Linked DNA regions of Mus musculus: regions 1 and 2 are each linked to region 3. A link is a contact called in public Hi-C data. All regions are on one chromosome and are shown on one strand. Each heading gives the region's core, a stretch centred on a gene start, on an enhancer-like site or on the middle of the called end of the contact. The rest is flanking DNA. Distances are from core to core; before and after follow the strand shown. Region 1 has its middle 54 kb from the start of Sod3. Region 2 holds the start of Sod3 (superoxide dismutase 3, extracellular). Region 3 has its middle 45 kb from the start of Ccdc149.

Region 1 (2,700 bases), core at 88-2,587, 210 kb before region 3:
ACTGCCTGATAGACACTACCCTTGACTGTGTCTCGTGTAATGAGACTCACTACATACACACTACGCTGTATGGAGAGCTTTGTTCCTTGTCATACAAATGAGGAAATTGTGGTGTGCTAATTACCAACATGGGAAAGCTTTTAGTAAGGGACAGGGAATGTGGCCAGGTTTCCAGTCCTAAGCTAGACCAAACATTTCTAGATCTCCTGTGGCCATCCATCTTGTGAGCAGCCAGAGAGCTCATTGTGGCAAAGATTCCATAGCTGGTCACAGTTTTCAGATATGATATAGTCTCTGGATAGAAACAAGTCCACAGATCGAGTACTATTTGGGCATATGTAATAGAATGCTTTGATGTAGGATGAAGATAACCATTCTGATTTTTTTTTTAACTTCTTTTCTAAGTCTGTCCACAGTGATTCCAATATCTATCACCAGGGATCTAAAAAATTAGATAAGAAGGTGCAGCTTTCATGTATGGGTGAAGACAAAGGTCTGTCTCTTTCCATTTGGTTTTAGTTTGGGAGGTGTTTGGGGCACGGGGTGTTGCTGATACAGGAGAGATGGTAACAAATGACCCAGAGCCAGTGCTTTCTCTTTGCATGCCTTGTGTCCTTGGCACACTGATGCTCCTGAGAGATGAAAGAAGACAGGTGAGCTTGTGAGCACGTGCCTGCCACCTGTCCCAGGGCAGTGCTTGAGCTAGGTGTCACTTGTCCCACCTGTCACGCTACACATGCACAACTATGTGAAACCTTGAAAAGAATCAGCTGTCTGTCTTTCTCTTGCAGGGAGAAGCACCATGGTTTGTCCTGCACGGAGACTCCAGGTAAGCCTTGGAAATGAAAGGTACTGTCGGAGCACCTTCTTTGCATGCTGCTATTTTTCAGCTTCCCTCCCCTTTGCAGGGTGGCAGAGTTGCTGCGGATGGATAGAGTAAAGTCGTGGGTAGGTCACCTCTACTGGGCTGTCCAAAACCAGTGACATGCAAGACAAAGCAATTGCTCACTACCACTCTGATGGAGTGCCAGGGTTTTCTGCAATTACCTTAATCCTTTCCTCCTGGCGTGAATGTTACAGGAAAGCCACTGCCAGTCATTATCCCCCCGAACCCTCTCTAATCTCTGTCCACACAGCGACATGGGCAGATGCTTTGCTGCCTGCCATGTTGCCTGCCTCTCTGAGCCCAGTGTCACTGTGAGGCCAGCTGTGGATGACAGATTGCTAAATCTGGCCTCCTAGAGGCTGAAAATTCTGCGATGAAGTATTGCTGGCTGCTCCAGTCACTCTATGGGCCTGCGGCCTGGTTTTAGGCAGGCCCAGAAAGTTCTGGAAGGTTGCCGCATGACTCAGGCAATCTCTTGCAGAGAAGGTCCCCCCTCCATCTCTGGCAGAGCCTGTTGTTGAGAGCTTGTCTTGTTTAGGATTTAGATTTGGGCATTCACCCAGGAAAAGCCCATCTCTTCCAGCCGAGAGTCACCAGCTACCAAAGCTAACATAGTAAAGAAAGGATTATTTTGGTCCTGCTTATTGTCTGAACACCCTGGGGCCAATTTGTTTGTACCCAAATGTTCCATTGTTTCTTTTATTTCTACCCTGCCCGCTCTTGTGTCACTTCTGTGAGGCTGTTCATTTAGATCCAGGAATGGTAGACATTAGTCAGCCTCTGCCTGTATGTGTAACCTCAGGACCACAGCAGTTTCCTTGTACGTTAGTTAGTAAGTACGTCAATTTTCGTTTCTTTTTAGTTTAATGTTTATTTGATTTTCAAAGTGTGTGTGTGTGTGAGAGAGAGAGATAGAGATAGAGAGAGAGATAGAGAGAGAGAGAGGAGGGGGGAGATTTGTGTGTGCATGTCTCTGGAGGCCAGAAGAGGGCGTTAGATCTAGAGCTTGAGTTACAGACGGTTGTGAACATGGCAGCTGGAAGCTCTTGCTCTTGGCCAGAAAACCCGAGCAGTCATAGTCACTGGTCGTGTCTCCAGGCCCAGAAATAACAGGTTGTTGTTTTGCAAGGTCTTTGTGAGGATCAAGAGGATGGTGTGGTGGGTAGTATTGGTTGTCAGTTTACAGGATCTAGTATCACCTAGAAGACAAAGTACTGTGAGGGACTTTTAAGGTAACATTAACTGAGGTAGGAAGATCCGCTCTCACTGTGGGCAGCACTACGCCATGGGCCGGGAAAGAGTGATCTCCAGCAGGCTATGCTTCCTAACTCCGCTGCAGTGTGAGCAGCTGCCTAGAGCTCCTGATGTCTATGACTCCTCGGCCATGAAGGACTGAATGCGCCAAGTGAGTTAACACAAACTTGTCCTTCAGGCTGCTTCTGTCTGGTGTTGTGTTGTGGACGTGAGAAAATTAGCTAATCAGATGGGGATGACAATGTGCTTAGTATACCATGGGTGCTTAATGGATGCGCTGTGGCAATGGGAGCGGCTACTCCTCATGGCACACCTGGCACACCTCTAGGGCTTTTGTTTTTCAAGGCAACTTCATGGAACACTTTTCTGTTTGACATTGAGGCATACACTAGAATTCCCATTTTTAACAAGGACATGGCAGATGTTAAGAAATGGTAAAACTATGGCCTATGGTCTAGTTTTTGGTCTACTATTTGTTTTTGTCAATAAAATTTTTAATTAGGGTTGTTTGTTTGTTTTCTTTTTGAGACAAAGTCTCACTATGTAGCTCTAGCTGGTTT
Region 2 (2,700 bases), core at 49-2,548, 150 kb before region 3:
GGAGGTTCACTGAGCTCCAGGAGGCACGCAGAGAACAGGTTACCGAACAAACTTCCCACCTGCCAGGCCTGGCGACTGGAGGTGTCAGGGGCCATTCTGTCTCTAGCTGTACCACTGATGCTCGGTTATCTTCCTAAGTGTGTGAACCACATGGGGCAGAAACTTGTGCAGCTTGGAGACTCTGGTGTGTGGTGTGGTAGGGGGCAGGTACCCAATAACCATTTGTCAAAGGAATTCAGGGGACAGACAAGCGGCAGCAAGCTGGGGATGCTTCTCTGGGAAAGAGAGCCTTTTATTTCTAGAGAGTTTCTGTGATGGACAGGAGCTCCCAACAACAAAAGAAATAAGGAGCCTGGGATTGGAGGTTCCTGGCTCCTCCAATCTGTGTAGTCTATGTAACAATCTTCCTGGGCAGGCCTCAGTTGGCAGAGTGCTTTCCTAACACGCATGAAGGCCTGTGTTTGACCCCAGCGACACACCAACGTGATAGTGCACGCCTGCAATCCCAGCATTTGGGAGCTGATGACAGGGGGATTAAAAGTTCAAGGTAATCCCCAGTTACAGATGGAATTGAAGCTAGCTTGGGTTAAATGCAACTTTGTTTCAAAAACAAACAACCCTCCTTTGTCATTTTAATACAACAGTGGCAACAATCATAATGTTATTGTCACGGTCATTGTTGACTCACTAATGTCCTTATGAAAACCAGACACTGGCTTTACTCCTTTGATTCTCATGGGGGATGAGAGCTATTATATTACAGATGCTGAGAGGGAGGTAAAGGGAGGGCTTCCAGGAGCACACGGGTAGGAAAAGGCAAGACTGAAGGCACACCACCATGCCTGCCCCACACCTTGTGTGGTAGCACAGCTCTGGAGAGAGTGTCTCACTCAGCTGCCAAGTGCCCATGTCTGTCTTAAACACATACCAACATCTAGCAAAAGAAGTCAGTAGCTGAGGGAGTCAGGGGAAAAGAAAAGGCCCTTCGAGAAAGAGACCATTGTGCCTCTTCAAACAAGACTATTTTCTTTCTCATTTCTGCTCCCCTGCTGCGTTCTGAAGGTCACTGACTGCGTCTGCACGAGCCAGGGAAGTCACGAAAGACATACTTGGCAAGCAGAACCAGCAGTGGGAAAGGGACTGGGAGGTGGGGACAAGGAGAAGATGAAGTGGGGGAGGAGGGGGAAAAGGAGGAAGAGGAGAAGGGGAGGAAGAGGAGGAGGAAGAAAAAGAGGAGGAGAAAGGAATAAGAAGGGGAGAAGGAGACGGAGTAGGAAGAGAAGGGAAAAGAAGGAGGGGGAGGAAGAGGAGGAGGCAGCAATTTTACCACAAGGGACAGCCAAGCTGGCTTTGCTTCTCTTGGCCAGCCCAATGACCTTCCTCCCATTTGCTGACCACTCCCCCGGGCTGGCCTCCCTGCTGCTCGCTCACATAACAGCCAGCTGGACAGCTCTGGGGAGGCAACTCAGAGGCTCTTCCTCCGGCCTCTAGCTGGGTGCTGGCCTGAACTTCACCAGAGGGAAAGAGCTCTTGGGAGAGCCTGACAGGTGCGTGCCAAACTGAAGTTCATTTCATTCTTTTAGGAGTGTGCTTCTTAAGTTCTGGAAACTGGGTTGGGCAGCCGGCACTGGTTAGAAAAGGTTCAAAATCATGTTTGGGGGAGAGAAACCCCATTAATGACAGGCCTGGCTTTTCTAGAGTGGGGAGTAGAGTCATGGGAAGATGGGAAGGAGGGTGGTGGGACAAAGCTTTCTGCTCTGGGCCTGCAGTGGCTGGGCCAGGAGGTCTTTCGTGCTATAAATGTCATGTATGGAAGGCTGTCTGTGGACGCTGAGGGGCTTGGGGTGGAGTTAGGGAGGATGAGCAGGGACTCTGAGGGGTCACCTGGGTTCTGTCAGCCATGGCTTACAGCAAAGGCTTCTTATAAGGAGCCACTGAGGAAGAAAATGCCTGGGGGAAGGGAGACACTCGAACAAGGAGTCTAGGTTTACCTGGAGGTGCAGAAAGATGCTCTTTTTTGTTTCGCTTCATTTCTTAAGAGAATATATATATATATATATATTTTTTTCAAGTGTTCATTTTTAGAGAAGCCCACAAACACACTCCAGTTGGATTTTGCTCTAGGCTCTGCAGGAAGAATTCCTGAAGTGAAGCCTGAGCACAGAACATTCCTAAGTGACAGCTGCCTCAGGAGAGGGTCAGAGTCCCTGTCCAGTGAGAGAGCTGGGGGCAAGATGCATGAGGCTCCTCCTGTACTTCACCCTCTCCCGCTATGCTCTAACGGCAGGGTCACACTAGGCCACATCAAAGGGGAGGGGTCTGTAGGTTTTACGTTCTCAATGTCCCCTGAGACCTAACATCTTTGTTCTTCTCAAGCCATCTCTGGGTATCCCCTCCTTCCTCGGCCTTCACAGAATCCCCAAGCTGGTGATTCTCACAGCTCCATCAACCACTCACTTCGAAATCCTGCCCTTAGCTCTTCGGTGACTATGTAACCACCATGGGAGAGACCCTCACTTCTGTGTCCCTGCTCTCTGCCCACTTGTATCCAGGTAAGCACCCACTTCATAGGGTGCTTGCCGGGATCCAAACCTCGGGACTGGGGAGATGGCTCTGTCAGTAAAGTGCTTGCTATGAGCAAGGGCCAAAGTCTGATCTGCAGAATCCATGTAAAAGCCAGGCACAATCATGGAGATTGGA
Region 3 (2,700 bases), core at 146-2,645:
TGCCATCATGCTCCCTACCACGAGGATTGTGAATTCTAACCCTCTGGAACTGTAAAACCCCTAGAAGTCTTTCTTCTATAGGATGCCTTGGTCATGGAAAAGTAAGACATGACTCCAGTGCGTTGATGTTTAGTCCCCAAGATGGAATTCCTACTCATAGTCTCACTGTAACAGGTCCCTACACTTTTTCTTGACAGGTAAGAAATTCTCATAAGCAGTATGTAGGAAATAATCAAGAATTATTTTATAGCCAGGCATGGTGGCACACGCCTTTAATCCCAGCACTTGGGAGGCAGAGGCAGGTGAATTTCTGAGTTCAAGGTCAACCTGGTCTACAGAGTGAGCTCCAGGACAGCCATGGCTACACAGAGAAACCCTATCTCGAAAAACCAAATATATATATATATATATATATATGCACTATGGGATAATTGTTTCCAGATATTTGATAAACAGTACAGGAAAAGATTTCTTTTGACATCTACATGGTCTCAAAAAGTTCTGTGGAGTCCAGAACACACCCCGGTTCCAGGAAGATTGGCTTGTCTTTCTGAGACCTTTTGATTGCCCATTCTTTGGCACCCAGTCTCAAACTCCATCAGCTTAGGCCCCCACTTACTCAGCAGAGGGGTGGAGGGACGAGATCATTTTCACTTCCTATGCGGCCACAAGAGGGCGCACTCAGTGGACTTCTAGAACTGAGAAGGAAGCCACCGTGGGTCAGTAAAAACTGACAAAAGAAAACTTGGTTTAAAAGGTGTCGTCGGTCAACCTCCCCCTATGCCTTGCCCACCTTTTTCTTGCCATAAGATGAACGCAATCAGCGAACACTTTCAGTCTGTTCAGGCATCCTTCTTAGGATGCGAGAGATGTTGTCCTATTACAACTAGGTCTTTTGATGATGGGCATTCCCATATCCCAGGAGCTGCTCCCTACATTTTATAAGGCGAATGTCAGAGCGACGGGATTCAAGATGCCAAGAATGAGGAAAGTTAGCGCTGAGCCCTGCGCCTGGTACACAGACAATGGAGCCGGAACAAGTGTTTACCTCCGGAGATGCTGGTCTTCATTCCCGATTGTTTCTGAATAATGCCCCATCACCTCCCTTCCCCAGCGTTTGTCTAGATCTTTTCTATTCGTATTTGAATTGATCCTCGCTCACTTTTCCTTTTTTATTATTATCATTTTGCCTGGGACTTTGGATCATTATAAGATTGCGGGTAATGACAGACTGTAATTAAGCTTAACACAGATTTTTCTTTTAGGAGAGAGAAGAATCCACCAACTGAAACTCAGATTGCCTGGGCTGTAATTTGTGGCGCTGTCACAAAGGGGTCCTTTTCCGCATGGTGCGCAGCGGTGATGAGCAAGCGCTGGGCCGAGGGTGTGCGCTTCTCTCACACGCTCTGGAGCGAGCTGCAGGACTCGTAAATAGCTAAGTATAGCTTGAAGCTGATTACAGGCCCGATCCTCCTATTGTGCCTCATCACTTGTCATTGTTGAGGCGGCAATTGCCGCTCCACGTTTCTCTTTGTGGCTGGCTGCAGCCGGTTTCCAGGACAGGAGGAGCCCTGAGATGCCGAGACTGGTTCTTCCCGCCGGATGGGCGTGGCAGGTGTTGGCGATGAGATTAAGAGCAGACTCCCAGGATAGACACCTGTTGCCCCAGAATTGCTGTTTATGCACGATCTCTGTCCATGGGGGGTGACAGGAGTCTCTGAGGCCAGGCTGGCTGTGGGAACAGGAGCAGGCAGTTCGATTTCTCTGGCTTGGTTTACTCAATTGTAGAAAGGAGTTGTAATATTTAATTTCTTACTTACAAAGTACATTTGAGGACCTGTGAAATAAGTATACAGATATCCTAAAAGCAGGTATAGTCCCCTACAGACTCAAACATCCACCTTCGAATAGGTATATACCCACAATACACACTAGCCATAGAACCCACCTGTGTACCTTATTGTAATGAATTTGTTCATGCATGCATGTGGGCGTGGTTTTAGGACACAGCTGTATAGCTGACTGTAACAGTGACCACTGCCATCTTTAGGCTTTTCCTGTAAATCGGGCACCATTTTGAGCTCTTCTCCAGCACCAAAGCAAAGCTCCCAACAATAGCAGTAATAGTCCTGGAATGGGGCACTTCTTCATCTTCGGGGACCTTCCTCGTCCTGGGTGCTGTATGATTGCCTCCAGGGATCTGTCTGTACGTTCAATATCTCTACTGCAGTCACATGACAGCCTCAACTCCCTCCCTTTCCCTGATGGCAGGGAGGGTGGGAATGGTAAGAAGATGGTAGCTGTCTGGGATGAAGGATACATACTGCTGATCACCCTGACGACTGAAATGTCACACTGTACCCTCATGAAAATATGCAATTAATATATCGGTAAAAAATATATATATACTTAGAAATGTACATTCCCATGGAGGGAAAAGGGATTCAAATATCCAACTGAGAACAAGTTTCCCAAGTGTAGATGTAGTGCCTGGTGCAGTGTCTGGGGTCACAGATGCCTAGGGTCACCACGTGTCTGAGTATAGTAAAGGGGACCACTGATCCCACTAGGATGTATTGCAGTGTAAGTGGTGCTGCTGGATATGGGCAGAGGTACTGTATTTGTTACGCTCCTTTTTCTTTCCTGAGTCTGGATCGCTGGTCAGGGCTAGCCTCAAACTTGCCATGTAGCTGAGGATGA

Evidence for each region. Hi-C and Micro-C count contacts between places; a contact is called where the count stands out from the background.
Region 1: a Hi-C map of muscle stem cells shows a contact between it and region 3, with 2.4 times the contacts expected there. The contact joins two enhancer-like sites. A contact is called at or near these places in 3 of 484 Hi-C or Micro-C datasets (embryonic stem cells, muscle stem cells and nephron progenitors) and 1 of 115 datasets of contacts at active chromatin or transcription factors (fibro-adipogenic progenitors).
Region 2: a Hi-C map of muscle stem cells shows a contact between it and region 3, with 2.2 times the contacts expected there. The contact joins the promoter of Sod3 here to the enhancer-like site in region 3. A contact is called at or near these places in 2 of 39 promoter capture datasets (the 3T3-L1 cell line and embryonic stem cells), 6 of 484 Hi-C or Micro-C datasets (Sertoli cells, muscle stem cells, myocytes and 2 more), 2 of 115 datasets of contacts at active chromatin or transcription factors (cardiomyocytes and neural progenitor cells) and 1 of 9 other capture datasets (adipose tissue).

Annotation. Positions count from the first base shown.
Region 1 is chr5:52,308,539-52,311,238 of GRCm38.p6, forward strand. No RefSeq gene overlaps it. Among named protein-coding and RNA genes, the nearest start is that of Sod3, 54 kb to the right of the region's middle. Within about 2 kb of position 1,338, at least 24 of the 459 cell types and tissues checked have an H3K27ac peak or open chromatin away from gene starts, as enhancers often do. A contact at or near this core is called in muscle stem cells, where this site is marked.
Region 2 is chr5:52,362,506-52,365,205 of GRCm38.p6, forward strand. Sod3 (superoxide dismutase 3, extracellular) reads left to right here and starts at 1,299. Exons shown (of 2, transcript NM_011435.3): 1 at 1,299-1,547.
Region 3 is chr5:52,514,771-52,517,470 of GRCm38.p6, forward strand. No RefSeq gene overlaps it. Among named protein-coding and RNA genes, the nearest start is that of Ccdc149, 45 kb to the left of the region's middle. Within about 2 kb of position 1,396, at least 36 of the 459 cell types and tissues checked have an H3K27ac peak or open chromatin away from gene starts, as enhancers often do. A contact at or near this core is called in muscle stem cells, where this site is marked.